Linked DNA regions of Macaca mulatta: region 2 is linked to region 1. Evidence: chromatin contacts called from public Hi-C data. All regions are on one chromosome and are shown on one strand. The core of a region is the stretch at or near the end of the contact, and the rest is flanking DNA. Distances in the headings are between cores, read along the strand shown. Region 1 has its middle 320 kb from the start of SLC14A2. Region 2 holds the start of SETBP1 (SET binding protein 1).

Evidence for each region. A called contact is a pair of places that touch in the nucleus more often than the background predicts.
Region 2: a contact with region 1 is called in a Hi-C map of fetal cortex germinal zone, with 2.3 times the contacts expected there. The contact joins the promoter of SETBP1 here to the enhancer-like site in region 1. A contact is called at or near these places in 2 of 14 Hi-C or Micro-C datasets (fetal cortex germinal zone and fetal cortical plate).

The regions. Positions count from the first base shown.
Region 1 is chr18:47,108,357-47,112,892 of T2T-MMU8v2.0, reverse strand. No RefSeq gene overlaps it. Among named protein-coding and RNA genes, the nearest start is that of SLC14A2, 320 kb to the right of the region's middle. Within about 2 kb of position 2,477, at least 6 of the 40 cell types and tissues checked have an H3K27ac peak or open chromatin away from gene starts, as enhancers often do. A contact at or near this core is called in fetal cortex germinal zone, where this site is marked.
Region 2 is chr18:47,713,588-47,718,123 of T2T-MMU8v2.0, reverse strand. SETBP1 (SET binding protein 1) reads left to right here and starts at 2,477. Exons shown (of 6, transcript XM_002808161.4): 1 at 2,477-2,767.

The sequences.
Region 1 (4,536 bases), core at 1,228-3,727:
CTCAAGGACAAAATGGACAGATTCAATGAGTTCTTGATAATAACTTTGACAGACCTTCAATTGCCAAGATTCCATCTGTGGCTCATCTTCTCTCTCCCATCAGCCTTTAAAAGTTTTCGTTGCACTATTTTCTTTATTGTTTTGAAGTTCTTTTTTAAAATTTCAACTTTTATTTTGGATTTCGGGGGCATATTTGCAGGTTTGTTACACAGGTATTTTGTGTGGCACTGAGGTTTTGGGATATGACTGATTCTGTCTCCCAGGTAATGAACATGGTACCCAATAGGTAATTTGTCAACACTTCCACCCCACCCACCTCCCTGCTCCCACTAGTGGTCCCCAGAAGTCTTTTGTTCCATTCTTTATTCCCATGCCATTGCAAAAATTTTTATGCCCACATTGTTAAAACCAAGACAAACTAGATTTTTCCTGAGACTTCTTAGAGGCTTTGTGTGACTAGGGTCTTTTCAGAGGCATTTGCTGGGTTGGGCTTATGGCTGAGGTTGGCATGCAACAGGGAGAGAAAAGAATATTGCCCGGAGGGTTAGGAGATCTGGGTTCTATTCCTGGCTTGGCTACTAACTGGCAATGAGACTTTAGGCCTGTGCTGTTCAACACAGTAGGTACCAGCCCCATGTGACTAAGAACTTGAAATGTGGCTACTCCCAACTGAGATGTGTAAGTGTGAAACACACACTGGGTTTTGAAGACTTCACATGAAAAAGAATGTAAACTATCTCGCTAATGATTTTCTTATTGGCTACTTGTTGTCATGATATTTTTGATATGTTGGATTAAACAAAATATTAATTTCATCTGTTTATTTTGATTTATCTAATGTGGCTACTAGAAAATTTATAATTTCACATGTGGCTTGCATTATATTTCTATGGAAAGTAGAACACAGCGCTGCCTGAGACAAAGCTGTACAGCTTCTCTAATTTGGAAAATTAGGGGCATTAGAGACCATCTCTGACAATCAGTAATTTCCTTGCATGAACTATGTCCTCCAAGATTCATTGCTTTCTTTCATATTTTAAAAATGGTTCCCAGCATCATCAATAAATGTTAGAGAATTTTGAATGTTAGAGAGTACTGTCATGTGGGTTGAGTGTTGGCAACCAGGCACTATATAGACATGAAAAACACAGTTCCTGCCTTCAAGTCACAAATGCTAGGGGTGAAGATATAAGATGTGAAAATATAAAGCAATTACTACTGATACATAGTCATGTGTGAGTAATTGTCGAAATAGTTTTTCTCACAGTATAGGATGCATAAGGCTTTAACAGGTTCAGAGCACTTCAAATTGGGAGACTACTCAGATCGAGTAAGAGTGAGAACAAAAACAAAGATGAGATGATTCTTTCTTTCTCGCCTATAAACATTGCATGGTATTAATGGAGAATGATGAGTGAGCATGAAGGAACTAAATGTGTTATTGGTAACGAACATGCCTTCAGATCCATTACCTGTCCCTCCAAGAATATTTTCCCAACTTTTTCCCCATCAAGATCAGGAAATTTGGGTGGTGCTACTTATTGCCCCTAGTTACGCAGAACCTCAGCCGTTTTCTCCTCACCTCGAAAGTGTGGGAAACCAGGAACCATGCCGGTGTCCTCAGAGGCAAGAGGGGACGATATTAGAAAATCTTGACAGCAAAGGACAGTAAAGGTATCGGCCACTCTTCAGGAGAAGAAGAAAGTAGTGGTTGAACACCACTCGTTGGCACGTTAGGGATCTTCCCGTCTGCTTTGTGGACGTCCCTCCCCCACCGCACAAGAATGAATCCCCCCTCTGCACATCAACCAGAGCATTTCAAGCCTACACAGGAGTCACGGTGACGAATCAATCGAATTGTCGTTGTGCTATTCTGGGTTTCTCCGGGGGGCGGTGGGGGGACATGCTTTGGAGAAAACCACAAACTGGCCAACATCCTCTCTCTCCTTCAAAGTTCTCCTCCCAGATAATTCAGGAAATAGCATCTCAGAGGTTCCCATTTTGGCATGTGTGGTGTTTTTAAATCCTTTCTAAATGGCTAAGAAGGCAATTCTTTTCAGCCATTCGCTTTGTGCAGCCCTCCCCTTTCCTGGCGGAGACAGTGTATGCACTCTATTAGAGCATTTTTTTCCTCCATATAATGGCACCAATTAAATTACCTTGCAGCCCGACCTTAATCTGGCAGGAATGATTATTCCATGAAACAGTTAGGGCTCTAATTGACATGAAGTGCCTGCAAAATATGTCTTTTGCAGCAACCCCTGTCAAAGTCACATTGATATGCTAATCCCTATAGCTGGCAGAATCACTTCATAAAGAGAGACATTGAAAATTGAATTATTTCAATTTCAGTACCTAGGAATCTAGTGATCTGTCTGTATATGTAACTAAGTAGGTGCAATACTTTATATGGGTAAACAGCTGTACTAGGGCGTTACCATGGAAACTGCTTGACTCATGGCAGTTGTGTTAGTGATGAAGTCATTAGCAGTGTGAAATGTACTTTGAGGTTGTCAAGTGTAACACTCCGGGAATATTTCAGTGGTATTAGTGGAGCCTTTTCATTTACATAATTTAGGCTTTCACACATGATCTCATTATGGTGCAAGAAAGGAGTGGGATGTGGGGGCAATTGTACCCAGACCAGATGAATCTCCATTATACCATTCAGTTATTATTCTTTCTCTTTAAATAGGGTCCCCCAAATAAGTCTTACGGGAAATTGATAACTCCCTGCTAACAATGACTTTGAAACCCTGTTGGTGGTGGGACAGGCTACATTGGCCTAGATATTGCCTGAGCAATTAGAAACCATTGACAAGATTGGGATGCATTAGTTACTTTTGTTCTGATGTTTCATTAACCTTGTAAGTTAGGAAATAAAACTTTCAAGTCAAGACACTCATTTTTAATCAATATTCAAGTAAGTGTTGCCCTCTTTCATGTACACTCCCAGTGGCTCCTTAATGATCTTCAAGATTATCTGTGATATGCAAGAATTTTCAGTTCAAAAATTGTGCTCCAAGTTAAGTGACAAGCTTTGTTGCTTGACCCCCACCCCCCAAAAAAATACGACTCCGTCCATGCTTTCCAGATTCAGGTCTGCATGATTTCTGCTGTTTCATGAAATCAGAACACTCTGAATCAAGCTCTAAAGATCCTTCCAAAAGGAGAATTCTAAACATATTTAAGGCAGTAAATACATCAGAAAATATCCCATGGAGAACTTTTTTGATGTGCAAAACACTCCAATGTGTGTACTTAGGTGTATGAGTTTATAGCCACATTTCAGTTTTAAGTCTGGTGTTATTTCATTCATTCATTCATTCATTCATTCATGTATTCATTCATAAATATTTATTGAGTATCCATAAAGCACATGCCAGGAAGAGTTGCAGGTACTGGGGGGAAAGTGGTCAATGTAATGGACACAACACGTGTCTTCATGAAGTTCAATTTAATAGGGGAAGACATACAATAAAATATATGTATGCAATTATAAGAACCAGAGACAATGAGAGAGACTAAAGGCAAATGCCTATTTCGATTAGAGGTGTCAGTCAAGGTCCCCCCAAGAAGTGCTATTTAAGCTGAGAATTGGGAGAAGAAGGGGCAGTGAGGGAAAAGTAGGAGAATCATATTTCACAACATTAACTTTGTCCTATTCAGGCCACACAAGTTTGCTGAGCTTGAAAATGTAGTTAAATCAAGACAAGTTTGATCTTTAAAGTGGGATTCCAGGTTTGTAAGATGCCAGTGTGTGGTGTGTTGCTTTATGAAGAGCTTGTATTGTGCAGCCAAATATATTTGATCGTGGAAAATTATTTTCAAGTTATACCTATTAACATTTGCAAAACTCCTCTGCAGAAGACAACATAGCTTAGGAAGCACTTAAAAAATGTATGGGGTCCAAGCAAGCCACGTTGCATATTAGTTATCTTTTATACATTCCTTCCAGAAATTCTACAATATCCATATAGTTCCAGAAGATAACTGAGCGAGATGCAAAACAACAGCTTGTTTTGCAAAATTTAAACAGAATTTAAAGAAAGTGGGTAGGATCAAGGGGAGAGTTCACCATATCCCTCACCTTTGGGGAAAAATAGATACTGTCTTAAAAGGGTCATTTATTTTACCATTCATGTGAATGGTGAGTTATCAAAGGATGCCCTCCGCATAGAATGAGAGTCTTCACACCTTTCAGAAATGTAAATATGTATTAAAATATTAAATAGCCAGATATTTTTATGTCTGCCTTTTTGTGTGGGCATATGTATATAGAGAGAGAGTCATTAAGCAAGTATTAGATTTTTACTTAAGAAAGTAACTTCTCAGCTATGCCATAGGGCCTAGACTAATTTATTTACTTCTCTTAACTTCTAAATACAGTTTCTTTCTAGTGAAAACATCCTGTATTTTGTGTATCCTTGTCAATTTAAGGGGTGAATATTAGCCAGTATTAATGTTAGATTACCTGTTTCTGTTCAATTGTAAGACATTTAAGGACAAAAACAAGCTGTTATTTATTTTGCATTT
Region 2 (4,536 bases), core at 1,228-3,727, 610 kb before region 1:
TTAACTTAGTGGCTTGGGGTAGTGCATCGTTTCCCCAGTTTTAAAAAGATGGGATTCTAATAGGTGATTTCACAGGTAAACTTCTACTGCATTATAATTCTACAGACTTATCATCTATTGTAGTGAATTTTAATAAGGTATGTGCTTTTCTTAGCTACTCTTCTAATCCACACACCACCACAGGAAGGAAGACCCTGTAAATATGCCTAGGTTATAGAAGGGAAAGGACTAGGGCAATAGGCTTTAGTTCTGTTTTGGATGGCATCAGATAGTCAAATGCTTGTGGACAAACCCTTCTGATTTCTGGGGCTACTTTCTCCACTGGAAAAGTGTGGGGAATAGGTTACATGCTATCTTAGTTCTCTATTTTTGGTATAGGATTTCAGAAATCTGGGTGTACAAGCAAATGAGAAAGGTCATTTGATTACAGAGAATAGTTGTTTGATACTGTATTCTGTGCCTTGATCTCTACTTCTATCATCAGCTCATATGGCCTGCTATTTTTTTTTCCTAATCAAGCATTATTTTCCCAGCAATAACAATGACGCAGTAATAAAGCCTAGTAGAAGACCAATTGAAACATGGCTCCACGGGAGGTCTTGCAGTGACAGAGGAAAAGTTTGTGGCCAGTCACAACATTCCTCTGAATAAAAGAGGACAGAGCACTTGGATCAGTAAAAGGGTGAACTGTCCGTTCTGAGTCAGACTGAACCTGCATCCAGACAGGAATCGGGATGGGATTGGGGCTGGAAGGGGTTCACCCTTCAGTCCACAGTCTCTTTCACTCCACTTCACTGCAGCTTTCCTATGAAAAACTTGACGAAGAAGTTCTGTGAAGGAACTCAAACCAGCAGCCACTGCAAGGAGGCAGCCACTGATGGCCTCAGTGAGGGAATGCCCCTGACTCACCTCCAAATCATTCCTCCAAAACTCTCATGAAGAACGTGAAAGGATTCGTCTCAGAATCTGAGTTCTCAGTCAACTTTACTTCAAGGTCTTTAAGCGGAACCATTTGCAGACCTTCCCGAATCCGTATCTATCCTATATTGTTTTATAATGTAGACATGTCTCTGAAGGGTTCCATTCCTCGGTTTCCCTGAAAAGACCCCCTTTGTAGGCCAAATACACTCAGAGATTAAAAATGCCACCATATTTTGTAAGAACTGAAGACATTCCACTTTGTTCATTCCCACCACCCTGAAGACAACTGCATGCCAGTGCGCGTTTGCCGTCTCTCCAGGTCCTTCCCTTCATCAAGTGTCCAATTCTCGTGAATAACGAGAAAATGCACGAGATCTGAATGCATACAAGTCGCTTAACAACAACAAAAAAACAAACAAACAAAAAAACCCCAAAAAACCCCTGAAAGTGAAATGTAATTACCAGGTTAAAAAAAAATGCGCCCAGTTTCGAGAGCCTATCACAGCTCACGTCTGGGCGCGCAGGACCCCCCCCGACACTGCTCCTGTTGTGTCAGATAGTGGCAGTGTTGAGCCCAGGAATACGCGCCTAGCCCGCGGCGCTCCCCGCGGCCGCTCAGTCTTCGCGGCGGACTCCGGCGCGCAGGAGCCACTGGGCCGCAAGGGCTCCGGGGAGCGGGAGGGGCGCTGGGGGCGGCGAGGGGTCCCGGATGCCCGTCCACGAACTGTTTTCCTTTTCCCCGGGCAAGAGACCCGCTCCCTTCAATTGACAGAAATTCACTGGGGCAGGGGGGCGGGTGGGGGAGAGATCGCTCGCGGCTCGCTACTGGCTGCGCCTCCCCCGGCTCCGGTCTGGGAAGCGGCCCTGGGCCCTTCGGGCGAGCAGCTTGGGCGCCGGCGCCCCCTGCGAGGAAGATCGCGGGGTGACGGTCGGTACCCGCTCGGCTGGGCCGCGCTGCCGCTCCGATCCTTCTCCCTCCCGCGCCCGCGCCCTCCCCCTTCCTTTCACTAGGAGTCCGGGACTCGGAGAGGGCGCGGGAGGCAGGCACACGGGCCCGACCCCAGTCCAGCGCTCGCCGGGGACGCGGGCGGGCGGCGACGGGACGCGGCGGGGGCGCGGGGCGGGCGCGGCCATGGAGCAGCGGCGGCGGCGGCGGCGGCGGCGGCAACACTAGCGACCGCGGGCGGACAAGCGGGCGGGCAGGGCCGCTGGGCGCCGCGGACCGAACTGCACAGCTCAGCAAAAGCGCCCTCGCCCTCCGCGCGCCGCCTCCTGCGAGCCCAAACCCAGCAACATTTTTAACGCTCCAACCCATCCTTTGAAGAAAAGCAAAAAAAAAAAAAAAAAAAAAAAAAAAAGCAAAAAAAAAAAAAAAAAAAGCATTGATCGGAGAGACGGGGATATATATATATATATATATATAAAATTTTTTTTGGCTCCTGCTAAAATTAGCAGGGCTCGCCGCGCGCCTGTGTGCGAGTGTGTGCGAGTGTGTGTGCGTGCGGGCGTGTGTGTGTGAATGTGATTACTCCAGGACTCCTCGGGCTCCGGAGACGCCATTTTCCCCCTTGATATCTCTCTCCATAAATCGGTGGCGCGGCGGAGGCGGCCGAGTCGGGCGCGAAGCGCGGGGCCGGCCGGGGCGCCCGCCGCTCGCCGCCGCCTCCGCGCGCCCGGGGGCCCCGGCGCCCCCCGAGCTAGGGCGGCCAGCCCGCGGCTCGCCGTTTGACAGATGCTCATCGCCATGGAGTTGCCGCAGCAGCACCTTTGGGGGCTCGGGCGAGCGACCGGAGCCGGGATCTGAGCGAGCGCCGGGGCCAGCGGAGCCGGAGCCGCCGGGACATGGGTGAGCACGCGCGGCGACCTTGGCCCGGGAGCCCGGGCGCCCAGCCTCCCTCTGCGCCGCGGGCCCCCGCACGCCCGGAACCGGGGGCGACGTGTGTGCCCTGCATGCAAAAGTTCACGTCGCCTTGCTGGGTCTTTGACTTTGCACCCGGCGGGAAGGGGGAGACCGGGCCGAGGGGGCGGGATGCCGGTCCGGGCGAGGTTGCAGGAGATGGGCGCGATTCCGGCGGGCCGGCGGGTGGGCGGCGATGCTGGCTCAATTGGAGTGGCTCGTTGGTGGCGGCGATGGTGGAAGCTTTGGGCTGGAGGGCTGGGAGCTTATTGAGTTTCGCCTAATCTGATCTCCCCCCCCCCGCCCCCCGCCTTTTGCACCCTCCCTCGGTCCTGCCGCCGGCTGGCGGGGCTGGCGGGTTTGGCGTTGGTGGAGTGGACTCGGGAGGGGGAGGGGGTAAGGAAAGGGGTGGGAAGGCAGGATTTTTTTTTTTTTTTTCTCTCTTTGTAACTTGCAGGTTAAGTGGAGCTAGAGAGCTACATTGTAACCTAGTTGGATTTTTTTGGGGGGGGAATGTATCAGAATCTAACGTGTCGTTAATAGAAAGAAGAACAGGCAAGAAGTGGTCCAGCCGGCGAAGGTTGGTGTGTGCTTGTGTTGTGGCTGTGTGTTAGTCTTTTTCTTAAAAATCTTAATCAATGGATTTGAGTCTCTTTCTTATGCTCTCTGGTTTTGGGACTCTGAAAAGATAGGAATTCCCTTAAAAGCAGACGAATGCCGTTTTGAAAGCACGCATTGTGTGCGTTTCTAGAGGAGCCGTGGGCTTGGGAATGAACGGCAGGCTTCCCCGTTCGGTGGTTTCCAGTGGGAAATCACTCCGGAAAGGGAACCCTTCGGTATCGATTTATTGTTTTTGTCTTCCAAACCATTTTCTCTTTGACCGAAATACTGTCTGAGAAGTTCCGCAGGGACAAAGTCAGGTAAACTGGACCGGGCAGATCTTTAGCAAGATGGTGATAACGGGGATGCTGTTTTCAGTGTCTGTTTGTGATGGAAGCATTGTTGGGTAATAGCAATTTCTGATCGGTAGAGCATGCTGGTTCTAAAAAAATAAGTTAACTGCCGAAATACTGTCTTCCAGCCCCCCTCCCCTGCACAGTACAGCACCTATTCCCCCCGCCCCCCCATCCAGACCACTTACTACAAGTCTGAAATCGGATCCAACTGGAAATATTTTCATTGGAGATTGAAAGTTGTGCAATTGGAAATAGATGAGGCTAGAGGTATTGGGAGTGTGGAAAGGGAGTTCTTATTGCCCCCTGATGCTGCATTTATTCTTTATGTGTGTCTGTGTTGGATTCTCAGGGTGTGTATCTGTCTAAAAGGACTGTTGTGGGAAGGATTTCCGATTCGTTTCCGTTTCAAATAAACTGTCCTGATAATCTCACGGTTGACATCTAACGCTAAAAGGGCAATTTGTGTGTCTCTTTATCCCTGCAGAAACTCTCCTCCAAAAAGGGCAGTTTATTCTGGAATTCTACAGCAGATACCTTTCCTTTCCAGCCCCTACACTCCCCCCACCTCTTGCCAAATATCCACACCTTTCCTCTTAAAGTTTAGTTGGAGTCCACTGGCATTGCTTGTTTTTCTCTTCTTTTTCCTTCTTTTTCTTTTCATTCCTTCACTCTTCATCCTGTTTTTCTTCTTTTTCTGTAGATTTATACTAAAAACTAATTTCTTGAAGTCTCTGTACTGTCATCAAAACTATCTGCCAATTT